2 separate regions of the Sus scrofa genome follow, and region 2 is linked to region 1. The links are chromatin contacts, called in public Hi-C maps. All regions are on one chromosome and are shown on one strand. Each heading gives the region's core, a stretch centred on a gene start, on an enhancer-like site or on the middle of the called end of the contact. The rest is flanking DNA. Distances are from core to core; before and after follow the strand shown. Region 1 holds the start of EPM2AIP1 (EPM2A-interacting protein 1). Region 2 holds the start of GOLGA4 (golgin subfamily A member 4).

Evidence for each region. A called contact is a pair of places that touch in the nucleus more often than the background predicts.
Region 2: a Hi-C map of skeletal muscle shows a contact between it and region 1, with 7 times the contacts expected there. The contact joins the promoter of GOLGA4 here to the promoter of EPM2AIP1 in region 1. A contact is called at or near these places in 2 of 47 Hi-C or Micro-C datasets (heart right ventricle and skeletal muscle) and 1 of 2 datasets of contacts at active chromatin or transcription factors (alveolar macrophages).

The regions. Positions count from the first base shown.
Region 1 is chr13:21,875,223-21,879,633 of Sscrofa11.1, forward strand. EPM2AIP1 (EPM2A-interacting protein 1) reads left to right here and starts at 2,641. Exons shown (of 2, transcript XM_005652390.3): 1 at 2,641-4,411. The coding sequence starts at 2,924. MLH1 (mutL homolog 1) reads right to left here and starts at 2,498. Exons shown (of 19, transcript NM_001172367.1): 1 at 2,321-2,498; 2 at 217-307. The coding sequence starts at 2,436.
Region 2 is chr13:22,123,090-22,127,405 of Sscrofa11.1, forward strand. GOLGA4 (golgin subfamily A member 4) reads left to right here and starts at 2,042. Exons shown (of 27, transcript XM_005652395.3): 1 at 2,042-2,429. The coding sequence starts at 2,358.

The DNA.
Region 1 (4,411 bases), core at 1,391-3,890:
ACAGCCTCATGACTTGCTCTTCGACCTCCTTATTTCCCTGAACAGTGCCCAGCATGGAATAGGTAATCAATAAATATTTATAGTTAGTGTTAAATTTTTCACACAATCTCATCCATAAAAACCTAAAGTTTCCAGAACAGAGAAAAGTTATGTCACTTCCTGCAGATACAGCACATAAAGCACACAAACATCCTGCTGCTCTGAGGTTTTACTTACCCTGATCCCAGTGCCATTGTCTTGGATCTGAATCAACTTCAGGCCTCCCTCTTTAACCACCACTTGAATACTTGTGGATTTTGCATCTAAACTGACAAATCAAACAAAAATAATAATAATTTGCAACCACTCTAATGCACAAAACTTTTTTTTTTTTTTTTTTCGGTCTTTTTGCGTTTTCTAGGGCTGCTCCTGCAGCATATGGAGGTTCCCAGGCTAGGGGTCTAATCGGAGCTGTAGCTGCCAGCCTACGCCACAACCACAGCAATGCGGGATCCGAGACACGTCTGTGACCTAAACCACAGCTCACCGTAACACCGGATCCCTAATCTACCTAGCAAGGCCAAGGATTGAACCCACAACCTCATGGTTCCTAGTCGGATTCGTTAACTACTGAGTCACAACAGGAACTCCTAATGCACAAATCTTAATATGAGTCCAGGGATAAGAACAAATTCCAGACAAATATAAGACCAATTACTGTGTTTTTCCTTTGCCTACAGGCTCTGTGACTACACTGTTATCAGTTTACATATTGTATGAGAGAGAGGGAAGAAAGGGGCAGAGGGAAAAACATCATTTCCAATACGACATTCAGCAACATTTCTGTTCCTCTAGGAAAAAAAGAAAGGGAAGTTAGAAGTGGGAATACTGGAGTTCCCGTTGTGGCGCAGCGGAAACGAATCCAACTAGGAACCATGAGGTTTTGGGTTCGATTCCTGGCCTCGCTCGGTGGGTTAAGGATCCAGCGTTGCTGTGAGCTGTGGTGTAGGTCGCAGATGCGGCTCAGATCTGGCATGGCTGTGGCTGTGGTGTAGGCTGGCAGCTACAGCTCAGATTAGACCCCTAGCCTGGGACCCTCCATATGCTGCAGGGGCGGCCCTAAAAAGATGAAAGACAAAAAAAACAAGTGGGACTACTTAACATATGCCTCTTTCTTACCTAATTCTCAACTAATTCTACTACCTGTTTCACAAACTTTACTCAGCCTCAGGTTCTTAAAAGACCCTCATAAAATGTCCCATTGTGGCGCAGTGGAAATAAATCCAACTAGGAACCATGAGGTTGCAGGTTCGATCCCTGCCCTTGCTCAGTGGGTTAACGATCCCGGTATTGCCGTGAGCTATGTTGTAAGTCGAAGACGCCCCTCGGATCCTGCGTTGCTGTGGCTCTGGCACGTAGGCCGGCAGCTACAGCTCCCATTAGACCCCTAGCCTGGGAATCTCCATATGCCCTGGGAGCGGCCCAAGAAATGGCAAAAATAAAATAAAATAAATAAAATAAAATAAATAAAATAAAAAAATAAAATTAAATAAAATAAAATAAATAAATAAAATAAAGTAAAATAAAATAAAATAAAATAAAAAATAAAATAAAATAAATAAAGTAAAAAAAATAAAATAAAATAAATAAAATTAAAAAATAAAATAAAATAAAATAAAATTCAGGAGTTCCCATCGTGGCTCAGGGGTTGACGAAACCGACTAGGAGCCATGAGGTTGCGGGTTCCATCCCTGGCCTTGCTCAGTGGGTTAAGGATCTGGTGTTGTTGTGAGCAGACGCGTCTGCTACCTACCTGTGGTGTAGGTAGCAGACGCGGCTCAGATCCCGCGTTGCTGTGGCTCTGGCGTAGGCCGGCAGCTACAGCTCCGATTGGACCCCAAGCCTGGGAACCTCCATATGCCGCGGGAGCGGCCCGAGAAGAAAAAAAAAATTAAAAAGGAATTGTACTTCTGAATGTATACAGAATAAGCAAGAAACTGACGCCCTCTGAAGGATGAAGAGAGGGGTGTTTTTTCTTCTTAAATGTAAAAAGCTTTTTAAACGTTTAAAAAGTTGCATCTTCTGCACATATAATTTTAGAATTTCTCTTAGTTGATGGCACCATTAAAACAATACTGTATCGCCCTCTCTTTGTGCCCCCATCAACCCTAAAGTCTCGAAGGGACGCTCGAGGACCCGGGAGAGAGGAAGGCAGGACCCCGGCCTCCCCGCGGCGGCGGCGCGCGGCACACCCCTCCACTCAGGGCAGAGAGGCGTGTCCGCGCCATCCTGAGCAGTGGCCCGTTAGGTTCTAAGGAAGCCTGGACTCCTCCCTTCGTACCAGTTCTCAATCATCTCCTTAATGGCATTAGCCGGCCGCTGGATAACCTCCCCTGCCGCGATGCGGTTCACCACTGTCTCGTCCAACCGCCGGATAACTCCCGGTACCTGCGACATTTTGGCGCCAGAGCAGGCCGTGTAACGGTGAGACGCTCACTGGAAGGGCTTTCAGCCAATCTCCTTAGAGCTTCGCACCCACATCCTTCCAGCAACACTGCTGACGCCGTCCCGTCCCGCCCTCTAGCGGCAACACCACTTCCGGGACAGAGAGGTACTGATTGGGCATCTTGAATGCCAGTCAAGTTCTTAGCTCCATGATTCCTGTTCTCTTAGCCCTCCTTAGGCGGCTTTAGTGCACTTTGCAGCGAGAAGGATATGCGCCTGCGCGCTAAAAATCAGTGTCCGCTCTTCCTATTGGCTCATGCTTGCGGCAGGGGAATACGAAATCTCCAGCCAATAGGAATCAAGGTGCCGGAACCCCAGTGGTTTCCCCAGCTGGGGTGATCTGGCGCAGAGCGGAGTTGGCGCTTGGGGATCGCTCCTGCTCCTCCCCTCTCCTTGCGGCCTCCGGGAGGTCGGCCCAGATCCAGTGGTCTCCCGTGAGATGTGGATGACGCCCAAGAGGAGCAAAATGGAAATCGAGGAGCCTCGGGGTTTCCAGGCCGAGTGGACTCAGCGTTACCTGGTTGTGGAGCCTCCGGAAGGCGAAGGCGCCCTGTGCCTGGTCTGTCGCCGCCTGGTCGTAGCCAATGGCGAACCCGATGTCAGGCACCACTACGAGGCGGAGCACGATTACTACGAGCGGTATGTGGCGGAGGGCGAGCGCGCGGCCCTGGTGGAGCGTCTGCGTCAGGGCGACTTGCCCGATGCCGCCCCGCTCACCCCGGAGGAGAGAGCTGCTCGTGCAGGCCTCGGGCTCACCCGCCTCTTGGCCTTGAAGGGTCGCGGCTGGGGTGAGGGGGACTTCGTGTACCGGTGCATGGAGGTGATGCTCAGAGATGTGCTGCCTGATCACGTAGGCGTTATGGATGGCATTGATTTATCTCCGGAGATCACGCAGCAGAGGGTCCTAGACATTAACCAGAATCTACGCAGTCAGCTTTTTAACCGAGCCAAGGACTTTAAGGCCTATTCCCTTGCGTTGGACGACCAGGCTTTTGTGGCCTATGAGAACTACCTCCTCGTCTTTGTCCGCGGCGTGGGCCACGATTTAGAGGTGCAGGAAGAGCTTCTGACCATCATCAACCTGACTCAGCACTTCAGTGTTGGTGCCCTCATGGCGGCAATCCTTGAGGCCCTGCAAACTGCAGGGCTTAGCCTGCAGCGGATGGTTGGACTGACCACGACCCACACTCTGAGGATGATTGGTGAGAACTCAGGGCTGGTGTCATACATGAGAGAAAAGGCTGTAAGCCCCAACTGTTGGAATGTTATCCATTATTCGGGGTTTCTTCACTTGGAACTGTTGAGCTCCTACGATGTGGATGTTAATCAGATCATAAATGCCATATCTGAATGGATAGTTTTGATTAAGACCAGAGGCGTTAGGCGGCCAGAATTTCAGGCTTTACTAACTGAATCGGAATCAGAGCATGGTGAAAGGGTTAATGGACGCTGTCTGAACAATTGGCTTAGAAGAGGGAAGACCTTAAAACTAATATTTTCTTTAAGAAAAGAGATAAAAACATTTTTGGTTTCAATAGGGGCAACAACGGTCCATTTCACAGACAAGCAGTGGCTTTGTGACTTTGGCTTTTTGGTGGATATTATGGACCACCTTCGAGAACTCAGCGAACTATTGAGAGTAAGTAAAGTCTTTGCTGCTGCTGCCTTTGACCATATTTGTACCTTTGAAGTTAAGCTGAATTTACTTCAGAGACATATCGAGGAAAAAAATCTAACACACTTTGCCGCCTTGAGAGAAGTTGTTGATGAGCTTAAAGAGCATCTTCAAGAAGATGAAAAAATACTTGATCCTGAAAGGTATCAAGTAGTGATCTGTCGCCTACAAAAAGAATTTGAGAGACATTTCAAGGACCTCAAGTTCATTAAAAAGGACTTAGAGCTTTTTGCAAATCCATTTAGCTTTAAA
Region 2 (4,316 bases), core at 792-3,291, 250 kb after region 1:
CTCATGGCAATGCCAGATCCTTAACCAACGGAGGAAGTCCAGGGATCGAACCCATACCCTCACAGGTACTCTGTCAGGTTCCTAACACAGTGAGCCAGAGTGGGAACTCCAAACAGGTGGATCTTACATGTCTGAAGCAAGGTTCTGGAACAATACCCCACTGTGTATGCATGGCAGGGCATGTTAGTAGTCTTTGCCACAAGGGAGGGAGAGATTATTAGTTATAGGGAGAATTAATGTCAAGGTGGGTCATAGTTTTACCAGGGAAACCAGCAGAGGAGCACACCCCTCCCCTCCCCTCTGACAAACTATCATAGTGATGTTCTGATCTAAAGATGAGAACAATCACTAGTTGGGGCAGGGGGCAAATATGAAGCCATTTACTGATTAGGCTCTGTGATTAAGGGGGAAGGTCAGTCAGGTGAGTAGGTGTAGATGAGGCAGAAACTGGTCTGGCAGAGCAAGAGACCAGCCATCTTGGGTGACCTCATATACAGAATCGTATGTATGCATGGCTTCTTTTGGGTCTGACTTCTCATACTAAGCAAAACTTAAGGAGATCCATTTAGGTTTCTGAAGTTATGAGTACTTCGTCTTTTATATGTCAGAATAGTATCCCATGATAGGGATATACCACAGTTTATCCACTCATTCACTGAAGGACTCTGGGTTTTGACAATTTGTGTTCCATGTTCCCTTTATCTGTAGACCTCTCTTTAACTCCTAATACTGATATCCCCTCTTTACCTCCTAATATTGATAATTAGTATTTTTCTTTTTCTCCATGAGTCTTACTAAGGGCTTAACAATTTTATTAATCTTTTCCAAAAACCAAATTTTAGTTTTGTTGGTTTTTTCCTATTGTTTGTTTTGAACCATGGATCTTTGGCTCAGTATTTTTATTATTTTATTCCTTCCATTTACTTTTTAATTTTTTCTTCCTTTTTCAAAATTCTTAAGATTCTTAAGATTGTTGATTTTCAATCTTTTTTCCTTTCTAATATCAGCACATAATACTGTTATCTTCCATGTAAGCACTGCTTTAGCTGAACTGAACAAATTTTGATATGTTCTATTTTCATTTTCATTCTTTAAAAAATATTTTCTAATTCCTCTTGTGCTTTGTTCTTCGATCAAACAACTATTTGGAAGTGTGTTGCATAATTTGCAAATATCAGAGGATTTTCTGGATAACTCTTATTGATTTTTAATTTAATTTGTGATCAGAGAACACACTATATGATATTAATCCTTTGAAGTTAATTGAGACCTGTATTATGACTTAGCACATGGTCTGTCTTGGTGAATGTTCCATGTGTATGCTGCAATTGTTGGGTCTTTTCACAGATCAATTAGGCAATATTAGCTGACTCAAGTTCTCTATATCCTTAGCGATTTTTTTGTCTACTTGTTCTGTCATGGACTAAGAGAAGTCCCCAAGGGCCTGGAACTTAGCATGATAAAGATTTTTGAATAAATATATGAAAGTACACGATTCGGTGTAATAAAAAAAAAAATAATAAAGGCGATGTCCAAACGACTGGGATCTTACAATAACGGCCTGAAACATCTGAACCCCGGAGCCTCGTGTCGGGCACTTGTTGGTTCCTGGAGGAGTCAAGCGAAGGGAAACGGGACCTTCTGGGAAGCAGGAGGAGTATGAAACACTGGAGACCCAGAATCCTAACCACAAATACTGCACAAAAGCACACTATCCTTCGGAGCCCTTGGCAGGTTCTCTGGATCTCCCATCTTCTCCGCCACGGACACCACCTCACCCAGTTCTTTGCGGTGGGACTGTCAGCCTTTCGGTTCTCAGTAGACGCGTTCTTACTTGGCAGTGCCGAAGCCCGGGCGTGTGTCAGTGTGGCGCTCAGACCAGCCATGACTTGGCTCTGAGGGCATCGCTGCACGCACCGCGGGTAGGACGCAAAGAACCTGGTTTTTCCCTCCCAGTTCCCGCCTTCGGGGGTGTCGCTGGAGCGCGCATGTGCGGGCCCGACTTCGAGCTTGTCCCCTCCGGCGTCCCGTAGAGCTCTCTCGGCGAGCTCCACGTAGGCCGCGCAGGCGCCTTTGGCACATCGCTCACCTGCTGCCGTTGTCGCCGCCGCCGCTGCCGGGGCTGGATGGGGGGCCGAGGCCAACCAGTGGCACCCAGGAGAGAGAGACGCGGCGGCGGCGACGCCGACAGCCGCAGGAGGAGTGTCCCAGTCCGCCCGCGAGCCCAGGAAGGAGGCGGCGAGGCCCAGCCCCCGCGGTCCCAGGTGTAGAGAAGCCTCCGTAGCCGCTGCGGCAGGGTCTCCCTGGGCGCTCACCCCCCTCGGGTTTCATCCATACTCAGGACCCCGCGCTGCGCCATGTTCAAGAAACTGAAGCAAAAGATCAGTGAGGAACAGCAGCAGTTCCAGCAGGCGCTGGCCTCTACTCAGGTACTATGGCCGCCGCGCACCCTTAGTTGCCGACAGCCCTTGACAGCGACTCGTGGGCAAAGAGAAGGGGAGGTTCTTCCCTGACCCTTGACCTCTAGCCTGAGGATTACCCCCAAACCCGGACTGGGAATGAGTTCCGGGCGGTTCAGGTCCTCCGTGATTCCTGTCCCGGTTCCCCCATCCCAAACTCCGTCTGGAGATTGGGTGGAGGTAGCTGGATCCGTGACATTTGACCTCTGTTAGTTTTTCCCTACTCCCCAAGCCCGGCCTGAGAATAAGTGAGAGGGTTTCCGACTTGCGTGATTTTTGACCCATATCGAAGTTTTCCCCAACCATCCGAGACCCCAACTCGGGAGTGAGGGCGGGTTGGGAAAACCAGTAATACTTCTTGTAATATCTGATCTCTCTACCGAGGACCCCGTTCTTATTCCCGACCAGAGGTTGAGTAACGAGGGGCTCCTAGCTGGTGACGAAAGTCTAATTCCAAACCTTGGTCCTGGGGTGAGGGCAGGGATTGAGCCATTCCAGGCCAGGCTGCTTGCAGGATTGTTGGGACCCGAAAGAGGTGGCAATGTGGCCAGTGTCCAGCGCCCGAGGCTGTCACGAGTTAGTCACTTCGCATAACTTGGTTGATCCGGGACTGGCGGTGAGACTGATACTGGCTCCCGGCTAGGCTCGTGCCTGTCCTTAGTTAGGCTCTGATTCTTCAAGAGGTTTGCTAATGTTTTTGTTTTTGTTTCTTTTTTTCACGAATGTTGTTGCTTCAGGGAATGACAGTTTCCAGGAAAAGGGGGCTTGTTAGTAGTGTCAATTTGAAGAAGGCACAGCACTCTCCTGAGCAGCCGTGAATATGTGTTTTGGTTCGGGGAGCATGTGGCCCCTTAAGCAATGGGGAGGGCTTCTGCTAAATTTTCCCAGCCTTTCTGAGTCTCAACAGACTAAGCAAATCTCTCTTAATTTTAGAGTTTTCACAAGAAAGGCTGAGTTTTGACTAGTTTGGAGGCATTTCTAAGACATTTTTATGCAACTTTTAAATGACTAATAACTGTTTAACAAGTACTAAATCAAACTGTTGCTTTGAATTTATTCTGAAACTGCAGATTGAAATTAATTTCTTAAAATGTAAAGCTCCTGAAGAGTAAAACAGTGCTTGAGATACATCAGAACATGATACTGAAAGCTTGATCCCGTTTTACATTTTACTTGCTCCCAGGTGAGAGTAATTAAAATTTCAGTGCTAAATATTTTGCTTTCATACCCTTTACTGCAAGCTTTTTAAAGTACAAAACATCATTATTTAAGAAACAAAAAACAAAAAAATGAGGTAGAGATGAGGAAACAGGTGTGGTGGTGAATGTAAGGGAAACTATACATATCACTGATCCAGGATTTTACCTCTAGAAATTCATTCTAAGAACATGTAAGATGTATTAAGGAGTCAGCTGCATGGATTTTCACTTCAGTGTTATTTCAGTAGGTAAAATCTGGCCAAAAAATGTTCAACGGTAGAAAATTGGTTAAATAAGTTATATCAGGTAGTTGGTGAGGTTATGCAGCCATAAAATATGCCAGCATTATTAGGTTCTTACTCTATGCTAGGCATTTTGCTTGGATTATTTTATTTAATTCTCACATAAATCTATGAGGTAGATACTTTTTTATATTTGGAGTGAAGCTCAAAGAAGTTAAATAACCTGCCTAATGGCACACAGCTAGAGTCTACAGAAAAGTATTTTTGACATGCAAAGGTATTTGTATTAAAAGGCAGATAGAAAAACAGCTTATAAAGTGTGATCCCAGTTTTGTGGGAAAAGTATGTTTATGAGTATATACATATATCTATATTATATACACACACATACATACATATAGACACAGTGAAACTAG